Linked DNA regions of Mus musculus: regions 1, 2, 4 and 5 are each linked to region 3. The links are chromatin contacts, called in public HiChIP or PLAC-seq and promoter capture Hi-C maps. All regions are on one chromosome and are shown on one strand. The core of a region is the stretch at or near the end of the contact, and the rest is flanking DNA. Distances in the headings are between cores, read along the strand shown. Region 1 holds the start of Calhm2 (calcium homeostasis modulator family member 2). Region 2 holds the start of Nolc1 (nucleolar and coiled-body phosphoprotein 1). Region 3 holds the start of Wbp1l (WW domain binding protein 1 like). Region 4 holds the start of Neurl1a (neuralized E3 ubiquitin protein ligase 1A). Region 5 holds the start of Ldb1 (LIM domain binding 1).

The links. Promoter capture Hi-C pulls out the DNA fragments that hold promoters and counts their contacts. HiChIP or PLAC-seq counts read pairs in DNA pulled down with a chosen protein or histone mark.
Region 1: a contact with region 3 is called in an H3K4me3 HiChIP or PLAC-seq map of bone marrow-derived macrophages, with 4 times the contacts expected there. The contact joins the promoter of Calhm2 here to the promoter of Wbp1l in region 3. A contact is called at or near these places in 6 of 39 promoter capture datasets (the HPC-7 cell line, embryonic stem cells, hippocampal neurons and 2 more), 1 of 115 datasets of contacts at active chromatin or transcription factors (bone marrow-derived macrophages) and 2 of 9 other capture datasets (embryonic stem cells and liver).
Region 2: a promoter capture Hi-C map of pre-B cells shows a contact between it and region 3, with 5 times the contacts expected there. The contact joins the promoter of Nolc1 here to the promoter of Wbp1l in region 3. A contact is called at or near these places in 1 of 39 promoter capture datasets (pre-B cells), 1 of 484 Hi-C or Micro-C datasets (pre-megakaryocyte-erythroid progenitors) and 3 of 9 other capture datasets (adipose tissue, liver and macrophages).
Region 4: a contact with region 3 is called in a promoter capture Hi-C map of hippocampal neurons, with 2.5 times the contacts expected there. The contact joins the promoter of Neurl1a here to the promoter of Wbp1l in region 3. A contact is called at or near these places in 3 of 39 promoter capture datasets (the HPC-7 cell line, embryonic stem cells and hippocampal neurons) and 1 of 9 other capture datasets (adipose tissue).
Region 5: a contact with region 3 is called in a promoter capture Hi-C map of pre-B cells, with 4 times the contacts expected there. The contact joins the promoter of Ldb1 here to the promoter of Wbp1l in region 3. A contact is called at or near these places in 3 of 39 promoter capture datasets (cranial neural crest, liver and pre-B cells), 2 of 115 datasets of contacts at active chromatin or transcription factors (bone marrow-derived macrophages and thymic regulatory T cells) and 1 of 9 other capture datasets (pancreatic islet).

What each region holds. Positions count from the first base shown.
Region 1 is chr19:47,136,858-47,139,557 of GRCm38.p6, forward strand. Calhm2 (calcium homeostasis modulator family member 2) reads right to left here and starts at 1,437. Exons shown (of 3, transcript NM_133746.5): 1 at 1,048-1,437.
Region 2 is chr19:46,074,590-46,077,289 of GRCm38.p6, forward strand. Nolc1 (nucleolar and coiled-body phosphoprotein 1) reads left to right here and starts at 1,258. Exons shown (of 13, transcript NM_001039353.2): 1 at 1,258-1,560. The coding sequence starts at 1,441. RefSeq lists an enhancer at 1,167-1,238 and cis regulatory regions at 1,180-1,186, 1,209-1,215.
Region 3 is chr19:46,597,655-46,600,359 of GRCm38.p6, forward strand. Wbp1l (WW domain binding protein 1 like) reads left to right here and starts at 1,452. Exons shown (of 5, transcript NM_001177812.1): 1 at 1,452-1,639. The coding sequence starts at 1,550.
Region 4 is chr19:47,177,548-47,180,247 of GRCm38.p6, forward strand. Neurl1a (neuralized E3 ubiquitin protein ligase 1A) reads left to right here and starts at 1,273. Exons shown (of 6, transcript NM_021360.4): 1 at 1,273-2,004. The coding sequence starts at 1,920.
Region 5 is chr19:46,043,994-46,046,693 of GRCm38.p6, forward strand. It overlaps Ldb1 (LIM domain binding 1), which reads right to left and starts at 1,318. Exons shown (of 11, transcript NM_001113408.2): 1 at 837-1,318. The coding sequence starts at 861.

The sequences.
Region 1 (2,700 bases), core at 187-2,686, 540 kb after region 3:
AAATCAAGGGGACAGGGTGTCTTGCCTGAGGCCAGACAAATCCAGAGGAGCCAGCTGAGATTTTGACCATGACTTGAGAATACTTAGAAAGTGGACACAATGTGTCAGAGCTAAACTAGCTCCCTCTGTTCATGGCCTCCAGACCTTGCTCTCCTTATTGCTTTCTCCATGCAGCAGCCTGCAGAATCTCTGCCCCAAGGAGCCACAGGTAGCTTCAGCGGGGTTTCAGGCTCGCTGTACTTATCTGCCCTCTTCTGCTTCATGACCTCAGCAGAGATGGCTCTGTGCCAGAAGAGGCCATGGCCTCAGGCTCTTTGGAAGTTTAGCCCCAATTCCCTTCCCAGACTCCACCCATACAGCCAGAGAGACAGTCAGGGTGTGGCCCCATGTCCACCCCCATCAGGAGAACAGGCACTGGGTGGGGTGGGGTGCGGTGGGGGGGACACCAAAAGAAACAGCTCTCCAAGCCAGATGAAGCCTGTGAGTGGAGAGAGGTCAGGCTGTGGAGAGAGATAGGGGAAGCCTGTGCTAAGTCTTTCTGGGTTATATTCACTTCTCTTTTCCTGTTGCCGCCTCTGCCGAGGATGCCATCTGGCACAGGCAGAGCCATGTGGGCTCTGGGAGGAGGGAGGACTGTCTGACTCCCCGGTTCAGAGCCCAGAGCTTCTAAATAATCCCACAAGGAAAGAACTTTGTCCTGTTGCTGGCCATAAACAGGCTAACAGGCAACTCCATCTTCTCCCTCCCTCCCTTCTTGGCTGCTAGGCACCCATTTGCTCCTTGGGGTGGTCTTGGGATCCTAAACCCACCCTCACATGGGGAACACAGTGCCTGACAGATAGCATAGGGATGGAGCAGAGCTGGGACCCGGCCATCCTCTGAGATTATCATGGGGGGGGGGGGGGCTCTTCCCAAGGACAGGAGACAGACAGCTGGGGGTGGGGGAAGCATCATTTCCGTGTTCTTCCCGGAGTTCCCTCCAGATAGTCTCTAGAGGCTGCCGGCTCCTTTAACAGCTGCACACTCCAGGAAAGGGCCCCTCCTTACCTAGGGCTGGTTGCAGGCCCCCGTGGCCTTGGATTCCTGATGGATTGACAGCAGTGTGGGCTCCCGCAGACACTGGGAAGGTGCTCCTGACCGCGAGGCAAAGTGGCCTCACGGGGTTCACTGCCGGCTTTGCTTTTGCACCCAGGTCCGCGTAGGATCCGGGCCCAGCGTTTGAACGCAACGCAACGGAGCTTTGGGCCCAGTTACAAACAAACTTAACTGGAGGCGTCTACAGATGAAGTGCAGGCATCTGCAGACAAATTTAACTCCAGAAAAGAGAGAGAAAGAAACAGTGGCGTGGAACTTTCTAGCCAGAGAATGGAAAAACAGCCTCCTGGCGCCAGGCAGAAGAGGGAGGGCTGCTGAGGGCGGCGCGAGGCAGAAACAGAGGAAGTGGAGAAGCGGTCTCCGATGCTGCGTCCTGTCCCAGCCCGCCTCTGGGCCCGCTGTGGCTGGCCCTACTGGCCCTGCCTTGACTCTACCCTGAGCACCCCTCGGGGGCCATCTGGGAAGGTCTAGGCAGTTGCCAGGCAGGGCCCTCAAGGAGATCTTGCCTAGGCTTGCCCTCCAGGCCAGTTAGAAGAACATCCCCCGTACTTGACACCCACCTGGCAGAAGCTGCGGGAGGAGTTCCCTGCAGAGTCAGGGGAGAGGTGGGTGTTCAGGATTGATGGTGATGCTCCAGATTGCAAACTCCTGGTCAAGACCCTGGTCCCCTCCTCCCCTCCTCTCTCTGCGCATCCTGCCTTTGCCTGTACCTGCCATCCCCAGAAGAGGACCTTCCCATCATAGTCCATCTAACTCCTAGGTACTGTCCCCATCTGGGTATCTAGAACTCCTAAGGCAGAGGCTGGTCTTAGGTAGAAATTAAAGGGAGACAGGATCTCTTAAACTGCACCGCCTGCCCCTAGAGTCGTCTCTGGGAGCTCACAAGTCATGAGTCAAGTCCACTGACAGGGAGAGTGTCAAGATGGCCTCAGTGGCTCCTAAGATTGGGAGAGATAGCCTTCACGGCCATCAGCTCTCCAGGGCTGGGACAGTGGGATTCACACTGAGCAGGGACAAGCCACACCCTCCTGAGTCTGGCTTGTCTGTGTAGCAGGGATAAATGGAGAGCAATCGGTACCCGTGCCTTTCCAAGAAGCACTTTACAGGGTGGGGGACTTGCCTGAGCTCCCACCACTCTGGAGTTAGGTCTCACCAAAGCTTCCCTCACGTCTGTTCCTCTGAGCACTTTCTGGCACCTTATCCCCTGTGGGTGCCCCACCCCACCCTGCAAGTGCACGCGTGCACACACACACACACACACACACACACACACACACACACACACACTTGGTCTGTATTCATTTGGTCCCTTTATTCGGATCTGGGGTTAAGTTCAACTTCCTGTTCCCTGTGGCACCTGGGTCCCAGCTGAGAGTGGAGGTGGGCTCTGAGATAGGCAGGCCAAGGGGCTGGAAGATGGGGCCAGGAAACAAGAAACTGTCTGCACTTCTACTTTCTTTTCTTGGACAAGACAGCAGCTAAGTATTCCTGTCCTGTCCCATCCCTTGGTCGGGTTCAGGGGAGAGGAGAGCAAGCAGTCATGAGTTCCGAAAGGAATGAGCACCTTAACCACACAGCTCCAAGTGTCTGCTGCGTGCCACACGC
Region 2 (2,700 bases), core at 8-2,507, 520 kb before region 3:
CCTGGTCTACAAAGTGAGCTCCAGGACAGCCAGGGCTACAGAGAAATCCTGTCTCGGAAAAACAAAACAAAACAACAACAAAAAAATCATTTGCCACCATACCTATGAGAATAAAAGTTTTCTCAACTGGGGTTAGTGTCTATTAAGTGTCATTAAAGCTCACCAGTTTGGTTTTGATCACCATCTTGGTTTGTGAATTTTTTTTTTTTTTCTTTTTTTCCGAGACAGGGTTTCTCCGTGTAGCCCTGGCTGTCCTGGAAGTCACTTTGTAGACCAGGCTGGCCTCGAACTCAGAAATCCGCCTGCCTCTGCCTCCCGAGTGCTGCGATTAAAGGTGTACGCCACCACCGCCCGGTGGTGTGTGTATTTTAAAAAAAACGATTTTGAGGCCGGGCGTGGTGGCGCAAGCCTTTAATCCCAGCACTCGGGAGGCAGACGGATTTCTAAGTTCGAGGCCAGCCTGGTCTACAAAGTTAGTTCCAGGACAGCCAGGGCTATACGGAGAAACCTTTCTGTCTTGGAAAAAAAAAAAACAAGCCAAAACAAACAAACAAACGATTGTGTATGCATAGAAGCACCTCTGGGAAATAGGATAACGGGTCCTTTTAGAAGGAGCGCCTGTTTTGAGGAAAGTAAAAGAAAGGTATTCACCGGAAGTGCATCTTTATTGCTTCCTGACCTGGACAGTAGCTGATACTGAAGTTTTCCGAATTCACTGTGACTTCTTTCTTTAGGAAGAAAGGATTTTTCTTGATCTTTTCCCTGGGATGGTCCCGTGTTCCTGTTCTCCGAATTGTAGATGGGAAGGATAACTGTCTTGTAACCTAGCTATGACTGACAGACAATGTGGGGTACCAACACCTTGTCACCACAACTTTTAGGATCCTCTGATTTGAGTCTGGGTCTGGGTGGTATCCTGAAGGACTTCACTGGGTGTGAAGGGAGGGAGGAAGCCATTGTCCGTGGGAGTTTGAGCAGTAGGTGACACCTCTAGAAGGGTTGAAAGAGCCTCGAGTTCTCCAGTGCACCCATTATTGTTAGTCCATTCAGTACTGTGAGGTCTCAGTAGCAGCCAGGGCTTGGAAATCTACAGTAGGAAGAAGCCCATTCAGCAAAGGTAATGCGCGGGAATTTGCAAGTTTTCCCGCCTCGGACAGGAGCGTGGCATCTGACGTAGAAGCTCCGCCTCCTTAGTGGGCGGCTCGTGGGCTCCGCCCCCTGCAGGATGATGACGCGTGTGGGACCGGAAGCAACTTCTAGATTTAGTCTGGGTCTCTCCTCCCGGGTGGAGGGTACGCGACCTCGTGTGCGCCACTCTTTTCCGCTGCGCGCCGCGCGCGACTTGATGACGACACTGGACCCGCCCTCGACCCGGGCTGTGCTTTGGTGTTCTTAAGTCGTGCCGCGTGCGCAACGGTAGTGACGCGTTTTACCCGGAGCATGGCGGATACCGGCTTGCGCCGCGTGGTTCCCAGCGACCTTTATCCCCTTGTGCTCAGATTTCTGCGGGATAGCCAACTCTCGGAGGTGGCCAGTAAATTTGCAAAAGCGACCGGCGCTGTGAGTCCTTGGTTTGGTCTGCGGGCCGGGGTGGGACGACTCTCCGAGCTAATCTAGGCCTTGTCGGCTTTAGAAGTTAAGGAGGCGAGGGCTGGGGTCTGTCAGTCCGTTGTCTGCCCAGCTTCTCTGCGGACCTTCCTCAGGCTGGAGGTCTCGGTGTCTCCTTCCACCATGTCTGACTAGCTAGCTCCGAGTATTACGGCTTTTACTTGGTGTGAGTTTTTGCAGCGGTGACAGGCATGGGTCCCTCGTGACCCAGGACATGTGGCGCTAGATCCCTCCGGGAGCATTGGGTTGGCGGTGCGTGGTTCTTCTGTACTTTTTGTTGGACTTACCCTTAATTGCAGTTTTACCTGAGACTCAAAGATTTTAGTAATGAAGGCTTGGATTCTATTTATACACTTGTTTGTTTTTACAAAAGAAGATGAGTGAGTGCAGGGATAAATTGCGAAGTAATGATAGCTAGGACTTCATATTGTATTTACTTATTTTTTTAAAAAGAAAAAAATGAATGAGTGTGGTGATAGGTTGCTTTCAGTATACTCTAGGAGTAGTGAGCGTCCGCCTGTGTTAAGTTGGCACTGAGCTTGGAGCTCCAGGTAGTGATGTTAGGCCAGGCTCTGCGGCTTTCTGCATGTATGATCCCAGCAGCCTTTTGTTTGAGACAAAGTTCATGTAGTCCTTGTGTAGTGGAGGATGGATATGAACTTCTGTACCTCTTGTCACAGCCTCTTCATGCTAAGTGCCTTACTGCCCTGCAGCACACTTTGTATACCATACTGGCCTTGAACTCAGCTCAGTCTCTGTCTACCAAGTGCTGGGATTAAAGGTGTATATCACCATGCTCAGCCCAATTTACAGCTTTTGAGTGAATGAGACTCACTGAGAGAAAAATGCACAAAGTAGTAACTCCATTGTAGGCACACAGGAACATGGGGTGAGTGACAGCTGTTATGTAAGAGCAAAATGTTTACTCTGCACCTTAAGAAAAGCTGTAGCGGGCTGGAGAGACGGCTCAGCAGTTACGACCACTGACTGCTCTTTTAGAGGTCCCGAGTTCAATTCTCAGCAACCAACCACATGGTGGCTCACAACCATCTGTAATGGGATCAGATGCCCATTCTTCTAGTGTGTCTGAAG
Region 3 (2,705 bases), core at 202-2,701:
GGTATTTTCCTTTCGATGAAGCTCAGGCTATGCAGTCGTGAGTGCTGAGATTACAGCTATGCACCTCCACACCTAGCCAAATCCAGCCCTTTAAATTGTATGGTTTAGTAACGTTCAGTCCAGTCACAAAGTGCTACAGTTGTCACTACTGTAATCCAGAACACTTTCACTGTCCCTCCTAGAAAGCCAAGGTCGGTTCGGCAGCAGCCACACCCCCACCCGCTGCCAAACCCTTATCCATTTAGTTGAGTTGGCCTGTAAGGTGTTGAACAGCAGTTATAATGAGCAGGAGGGCTTTGCATGGGAACTACTAACACAACTTTGAGGACAGCCTGAGTTACCTAGTTTCTGGCTTGTATGGACAACAGGAAGAGACCCTACATCAAAAACTAGCCAAGTACATCCTGTAACTAATTGAAGTGTAATTTTTTCTTTCTTTTTCCCTCTCTTCCTCCCTCTATCTCTTCCCTTTCTCTGTTCCTTATGGCCCATACCAGGGTCTGAACTCAGGGCCTTGCCCATGCAAGCCATTTACCACAGAGTGATACATCCTCCTGCCCTGTTGGACAAGAATTCTCAAATTGAAGCAGCTACATGGTGATGTGTGGGTTTGTGTGGACTAGTATTGTCCTTGCGGTGTGTGGAGGGGCAAAGGGAAGCCATTTTCATTTAGCCGGAAGATAACATGGATGAAGCAATGATTGGTGGGTCTCAGAGCTATTTCTGAGTAGGGTCTGAAGAGTTTTGTCCTTGAAACTTGGGGGTAGCAGAGCACTATCGCTAAGAGAGGTGCTATTTAATAGGGGACTCAAATGACTCAAAGCTGCTGCTTGGGTAGTGAGCTTGGAAAAAGGATCCTGATAATAGGGCTTCCTGTAATTTAATACAAAAAGCACCAAAGGCTTATAGACTGCAGTTGGAAGCACGCTTTAGAATCATTATATCTCACTACTTTTTTTTCTTTCTTTCTTTTACCTCTACTTATTTTAATACAAAAAGCACCAAAGGCTTATAGACTGCAGTTGGAAGCACGCTTTAGAATCATTATACCTCACCACTTTTTTTTTTCTTTCTTTCTTTTACCTCCACTTAACTGTGGGAACATAACATTTCCGCCACACTCAAAATGACTGAAATACTGTAAACCTTTTCAATGCATCCGGGTGGTCGTGTCCCTAGCTCCTGTTACTTCCGCCACTCTCTGCGGGGCGGGGCGCTCTGCACTTTTCTGCACCTCGCAGCATTCAAGATGGCCCAGCTTCCTCCCACTTTTCATTGGCCAAATCACCTAGCACGAGGGTGGCTGGGACTGGTATTTGACTCACAGTTCTTTTGACCAATGGACAGAAAGTAGGAGCCAATGAGGCGCGGGAGCTGGAGACCCTCCCCTGCATCTGGGCGGGCCCTTTGCCTGGGGCGGGGTGGAGCCGAGCCGGAAGCGGGAGGGCAGAGCGAAACAGGAAAAGAAGGGAAGGAGGAAGCAGAGGGAAGAAGAGAGGGAGGAGGAGGGGTGGCGGCGCCGTGGCGGAGGAGCAGGAGCAGGAGGGGGATGGAGAGGAGAAGGCTCCTGGGTGGCATGGCGCTCCTGCTCCTCCAGGCGCTGCCCAGCCCCCTGTCAGTGAGGGCTGAGCCCCCGCAGGTAAGGGGAGGGCTTCTGGGCTAGCTTGGGGGTCTGGGGCGGTCGAGGCCTGGTTGGAGGGGGGTCTCAAAGAGGTTTGTTTGCAAGGAGTTGAGTGTTTTCGGGAGGGAAGCCCATGGCTAAGGTGGACCAGGTGAAGGGTGGGGGTGTTGATGTTTAGCTGAGGGACACCTGTGACGAGTTGGATGTCAAGAAGGTGGCAGAGGCAATGGTGCCAGGCGACTTGAGGGTCCTTTGAGAGGGTAGTTATGGTAGGTGCTCTGGAGGACTCTTCGCGGAGATCGCCGCACACTGGCGCCCGTGGGCCCTATTTCTGCTCCGCAGTAGAGTCCGGAGCCAGAGACTGTGTGCACACCAGTGTGTGCTGGGATCCCAGGTTACTGCACTGGCCCCAGAGGGAGGAGGGCTCAGCATGGTATTTATTTCAGGCTGGACAAAGGAAAAGTTCTGAGGGCATCCTGACTCTTATTTTTAATGCTGTAAGGCATAGTACGTTGGTGGGCTGTTGCTGGAGGTAAGGTTCTTGGGAGATAGTAGGGATGAAGTAGTAACCCCTCAGGAGGAGGGGCACATTTGAGTGTGAGAAAACCGTGCTGTTAGGCTAGCTGTCCTGGGAAGAAGTCACTAGTGCTGATCCGAGCGAGCCAGCTCAGGGCTTTTGAGCAGAGGGTGGTTCCGATGCCAATATCGGCAGCAAGTGGAGCACCCTAGCTTTTCTTGCTGGGTGGCTTGCTCTTCCTGAGTCCAGGGCCGAGATGCCTGCTTATGCTGATTCTAGCTTGGGCTGGCGTTTCGAAACCCTAATTGAAGCGTTACTCTTGGTGCCAGATTGGGTGGGGTGCTGTAGGGGGAATCACCCCTCCCCTGTTAAATCTGGCAAAGCTTCTATCGTTTCCTTTGGTTTCTCCCCTTTCTTCCCATCATTGTCTGTTTTCCACAGGCACAGGGACAGCCTGTGCAGCTTAGCACGTCACATCACGCTGAAGAGCAGAAATTGTTAGCAGAATTCTTACCTTTCCCCTTAGAGCTCAAGGGCAGCCCTTTCACATACGTATCTTATTTTTCT
Region 4 (2,700 bases), core at 23-2,522, 580 kb after region 3:
TTAAGGATATAACATGTGCAATCAGAGGAGAGTAAAAGGCAGGACAGGGGGCTAAAGGGGATCAGAGATGATGTCTAAAGATCACAGTAGGATTTTACTGCTGGCAGGCATGGGGATCCATTCACTGTACAAATACTTCTGAGAATCCGCATGTCCCTGCCCTGGGAGCTAGAACACTGTGAGGAAAGTGGCTGGCCGACTCTCCCCTCAGCAAGCTTATTCTCTATCAAGAGAAGCCGAATCTAACCAAGCAGAAAAGGCTACTTTTAGGCAAAGTCATATAAAAGCCACGAAGAGAATGGGATGACCCTATGGAGAATGATAGAGAGAGGCAGAGATGCTTAGCTGGGGTGGTCAGGAAAGAGCTGTGCCTACACATTGAGGATGGGTCCTATGGAGAAACTTCCAGAAAAGGATGGAGGAGATGTCTGTGTCCCACTCATGACCCAGGGCTCACTCTGGATCCGAGTTGGGAAAGTCCGGTTAGAGTGAGCGATGGCCCCGAGAAGCAGCAAGGCTGATGAAGGTGTGAGATGGACAGACGGACTGTCTTCTCCCCCATGATACACTGGGAGAAATAACCGCCCCAGATCCAAGATGACTTCCTGGTCCCTCCTGCAGGTAGCAGTGCTGAGCTACACAGATGGAAGAGTCACGTGAACAGGACATTTACAGACTGCCCCCTTCCTCGAGGAAGCCACCTTGGTCTACTATAGGCTATAGCACCCCCTCTATCCCTTCCCCAATCTCTTAGTTTTCCAGCTGACAGAATAATTCAACTTGGAACCGATATCTCTCTCATGGTTTGTACCTGAGCTGGGTCCCATCGGCTTGCTTCTGGTCTTGTGGTTCTCCGTTCTTGAACATGCAAAGGATGTTTGAACAGTCAGGAAATGGTCTGACTGGGGTTCTGATTGGAAGTTCCAACTACAGCGAAGGGGAGGTGACTGTATTCCTGATCTCAATTGTCTTAATTCATTATCCACTCACTCCTGAGCGTTTTAACACGTGCCAGGCCCTGAATCCCGTGCTAGGGAGCCTCCATTAGGGCTACCTCGCCACGCCCTGGCTCCGGGGCTCCCAGCGTTGTGGCGGTCCTCTTCCTCTTGTTTTCAGGTTCTATGTCCCAGGACAGGGAGACGCTCAACCTCCGAAGCTCCCATCTATTCCTGACGTCAGGTCCGGAGCAGTGCCGCCCCCAACCCTGGGTCCCGCGCGCCTTCGAGAACTTATAGCCAGCGGGAACGCGGCGCGCCCCGAGACCCACATCTGGCAGAGCGGGCGCGCGCGTGTCACTAAGACGCTCATTAACCTGCGCAGCTGTCGCCATAACAACCGGAGCCCCGGAGTCCTGGCGACGCTAGGGCGGGGGTTGGGGGCGGCGGCCTCGGGAGGGACCTGGCGGGAGCGGGGGCGGTCCACACGAGCCGGGCGCTGCAAGCTCACCCGCGGGCGGGAGGGCGCCACGCACGTCGCCGCGGCCGTCCCCGCGGGCGGGGACCGAGCCCGCCGACGAGCCTCCGAGCAGCCGCGCGCCGAGCCCCGACTCTATGGCCCGCGGGGAGCGCGCCGCCGCTGCGCCGCCCACCCGCAGCCGGAATCCGAGCTCCAGCACCAGGCAGAGCGCAGCGGCTCGCGCCGCGGGCCGGGGCCCAGGGGCCGGGCCGCCCCGGGCGCGGGGCATGGGAGCCCGGTAGCCGGGTGGCGCGAGGACCCCCACGGCGGGCAGGACCCGCCGAGCGAAGACCGCCAAGCCCAGGGAGAGCCGGAGACAGCAAACCGCCCGCCCCCGGTCGCAGCCCCGCCAGGGCCCTCCCCTGGCAGCGCGCACCCGCGCGCGCACACACTTGCACACCTTTCCTCCGCTCCTGCCCAGCCTTGCCTGGCTCCCGCCGGAGCACCCCCGGGGGGCCGATGCCATGGGTAACAACTTCTCCAGTGTCTCCTCTCTGCAGCGAGGAAACCCGAGCCGCGCGTCGCGGGGCCACCCCCAGAACCTCAAAGGTAGGCTTCGCTGACCGGGGAGCAATTGCAGGGAGGGTTGCGGCGCAGGTGGAGTGGTGGGCAGGGGTGCGGTTGGGGACGACCGGCAGGTGCCACCTGTTGTGTGCATTTGGAGGGCGGGAGAGGCGCTTCTGACAGTGGAGGTGGGCTGTGGTGGCAGCTGACCGGTGCTGATGGTGGAGATGAGGGAGGATGGCGGTCGGTGGGGGTCTGCGCAATTCTCCTTATCTGCCCTGGCAACGTCACTGGAGTCCCCTCCAGTGATGCTAAGCGGTGAGAAGAGGTGGGAAAAACATTTGCCGGCTGGATAGGGCAGTGTGGAGGGAAACCTAGGTTTTTCCAGATGAGCCTCCCAAGAGAGTCATTGTGGTCTTTTTTGCATTTGCCTAGGGCTGGGGGAGATCCCGCTGGAAGCACTAGTTGCATTTCCAAGCAGAGGGTCTTAGAGATTCAGGACTAGAAGGGCAGACGCGTGCTCCCGGGGTCTTTGCAAGTGGGTGATCTTTTGCACCGTCTGAGTCAGGTTGTTTGGTTTTGTTTGTTTATTTGTTTGTTTGTTTGTTTTGTGCATCCAAAGACAAAGTATCTGGTCTGAACCCTAGAAAGAGGGGAAGGGAGCTTCCAAACAGATGGAACGTTATCGGGAGGGTTTGCTGTCTATGGCCCATCCAGCACCCTCTGGGGGAGGCCCGAGGC
Region 5 (2,700 bases), core at 68-2,567, 550 kb before region 3:
GGCTCAACTGTTCCCTCCTAGCACTTGTGGCCTTATACCCCGACCGTACAAGAAAAATCTCAAGGCACTCTCAGACACAGGTGTTCCCTGGCAAGCTCTGATACCTGTTAGAGAGGGTTGTGATTTGAATTTGAGTCCTCAAGTTTTCACTGGGGGGGGGGTGTCAAGCATTGCTCCCCCAACTCGAATCTGCAAACCACTCTTAACTTCACGGCCTACCTGGAACTGCTACACTCCCCCTCCCACGAAGACTGAGATAGCAGACCCAAGGGCCCAATTATCTGACACCCCCTAGGAGTGCTTTTTGTCCCTCAGGAGGGCCAACCTACCCTGGCAACAGACAGGAAAAGTTAAAGGGGGGTAAGATGGGCTCCAATCAACTCCTCCCCCAAACAGCATCCTAAGAAACAGCCCGAGGGGGGGAATGTCACAAAATATGTAAGAGGCAATAAACAGCAGGGAAGGGGGGGAAACCCAAATCAGCCAATCAGAACTCTACGATGACCTGAGGGGGGGGTCAAAAGTCCAAAGTCACTTCTGATTGGCTAACACCCTGGAATTCTGGGAATTTCAGTCCCCCCCCATCCCTCCCCAGTTAGCCTCCCCCCCCTCAAAAAAAAATTACAAGCCATCCTTAGCACCCCCTTCCCGTGCCGCTGGGCTGCTGCGTATTTATACAGATGAGAAAACCCGGCCCCGATCGAGGCCCCTCTAACTCTATACAGCCCCCGACCCCCACCATGCCTTCGATGCCCCCCACATACAAATCCTCTCCAAACCAGGGGTTAGGGGGCCGAAAGGGAGGGAGGGGCCAGGCGGCCTCGAGACCCACTCACCAGGACAGGCACAGCCCACTGACATCTTCACATCGCCCGCCGCTGGGGGCCCAGCCGAGTCACGATGCCCGCCCCTCGCAGGGACAGGCCGGGCATGAGCCGCTGCCGCCGCCCGCGGCCCCCGATGCCCGCGCCGCCGGCCCGGCCCGGCCTCTGCCCGGTGCGGGCCGCCCCTGCCTGCAGCGAGGGGCCTGTCAGGCGCGGAGCAGACAGGAAGGAAGCCAGGCAGGAAGGCGAGCTGCCTCTGCGTGTGTACGCGCGGGTGTGCGTCCCCGGAGTGTGTGTCCGTGTGTGCGCGTGTGCGTGTGCGTGTCTGTGCGCTCCCGCCGCCCTCCCCGCCGCCGCCCTCGCGCTCGCTCCCGTTCGTTCGCGCGTCCTCTCCCTCTCGCAAGCGCCGGCTCTCCGGCCAGAGTCGGGCTGGGCCGGGCTTTATTAATATGCTAATTGTCCTGGTAGTGGGAGGGGAGAGCCGTGTCAAAGTGACCCGGGCGAGCGCGGCGCGAGCGGCGACGTGCGTGCGCCGCGCGGCGAGGGGCAGGGAGCGCTCCCGGGAACGGCATGCGTGTGACGCAGCTCTTAAAAAACGAGACGGAGGCAGAGACCCCGGCGAGGGCGGGCGCCGGGGAGCGGGAGGAGGCGAAGCCTCACGCTCGGCGTCCGTCCTCCGGGTGCGCGGGGTTGGGAGCGTGGCTGAGCGGGAGCGGGGATTGGGGGAGGCGGAGCCTGGGTGGGTAGTGAGGTGTACCCTCTCTCCACCCCCGGGAGGGATGGGGCGCTGACCCCTGCCTGTGCTCTTTGCGGAGACCCTGTGTGGCGCGCTCCACCCGAAGCTGGGTGGGAAAAGGAGCACTCTCCTAATTCTCAGAGCAACCCCTAGACTCATCCCCTTTCTAAATTAACCAGACCATGCCTGCTAAACCAGTTGGGACTAGAGCTAAAAGGGTTAATTAAGAAGGGACCCCACCCTCCCCCGCCTAAGGGCCTGAGGTCCGCATTTTGCAAGGGGACACAAGGGCTGTGGTATGACCATTAGGCTGGGAAGGGGGGGAGCACTACCAAAGCCATCCTTTCCTCTTGCAGGCTCTGACGCACCAGTTAAGACACTTCCCTTCCCCCACTTTCTTCTTCCAGCCCTGGAGCCTTCTACCCACCCACCCCCATCCTCCGCCCCCTGGAAGCAGCTCCCTGTTTTGGAGGTGGAGAACAGGAAACCTACTCCTTCAGTGCCCCCTACCCATAGGGGCAGAGGCCGCGGGGAGGGTTGGGGGTGGGGCATCCTGGACAGTCAGTCTATCTTCCAAAGGGAGAACCCTCCCAACCTTCAGGCAGTCCTCAAGGACTCCTCAACCCAACCCATGGAAGGGAAGAACTCTTCCATCCCTTCTCCAAAGCCCAGCCCTAGCTGCCTCATAAACAGGAAATACCTATTAGCAGGGAGGAGGGGAGCTGCTAGAAGGAGTTCGGGGGGGGGGTGTCCCCCAAGCCTTAGCTTCTCTTAAGCTTCGTGGTGTATTCCCTGGGTAGATTCTGGGGGCTGGTATTCCCTGTCTAAGGTATCTGAACTAGACTGGTTACACTGGCTTCCCTCTTCCCTTTGTTGCTAAAATGGGGATTGTTTGAAAAAGGTGTTTGATTTCCCTACCCCGATTTAGGAGTTTGCACAGCTGGCTTGACTGTCCAGGGGAGAGTTACAAAGGTGGAGGTTAAGGTGCCATGAGACCACATATCCCAACCTTAGGGGTTTTTTTTGTTTTTTTTTGTTTTTGTTTTTTGGCTAAGGAGCAAGAGACCATGGTAGTAGAGTCTGATGATTGAAAGGAGGGCGTGCCTAGGAATGAGAATACCCCTCCCCCAGTGTTTAGAA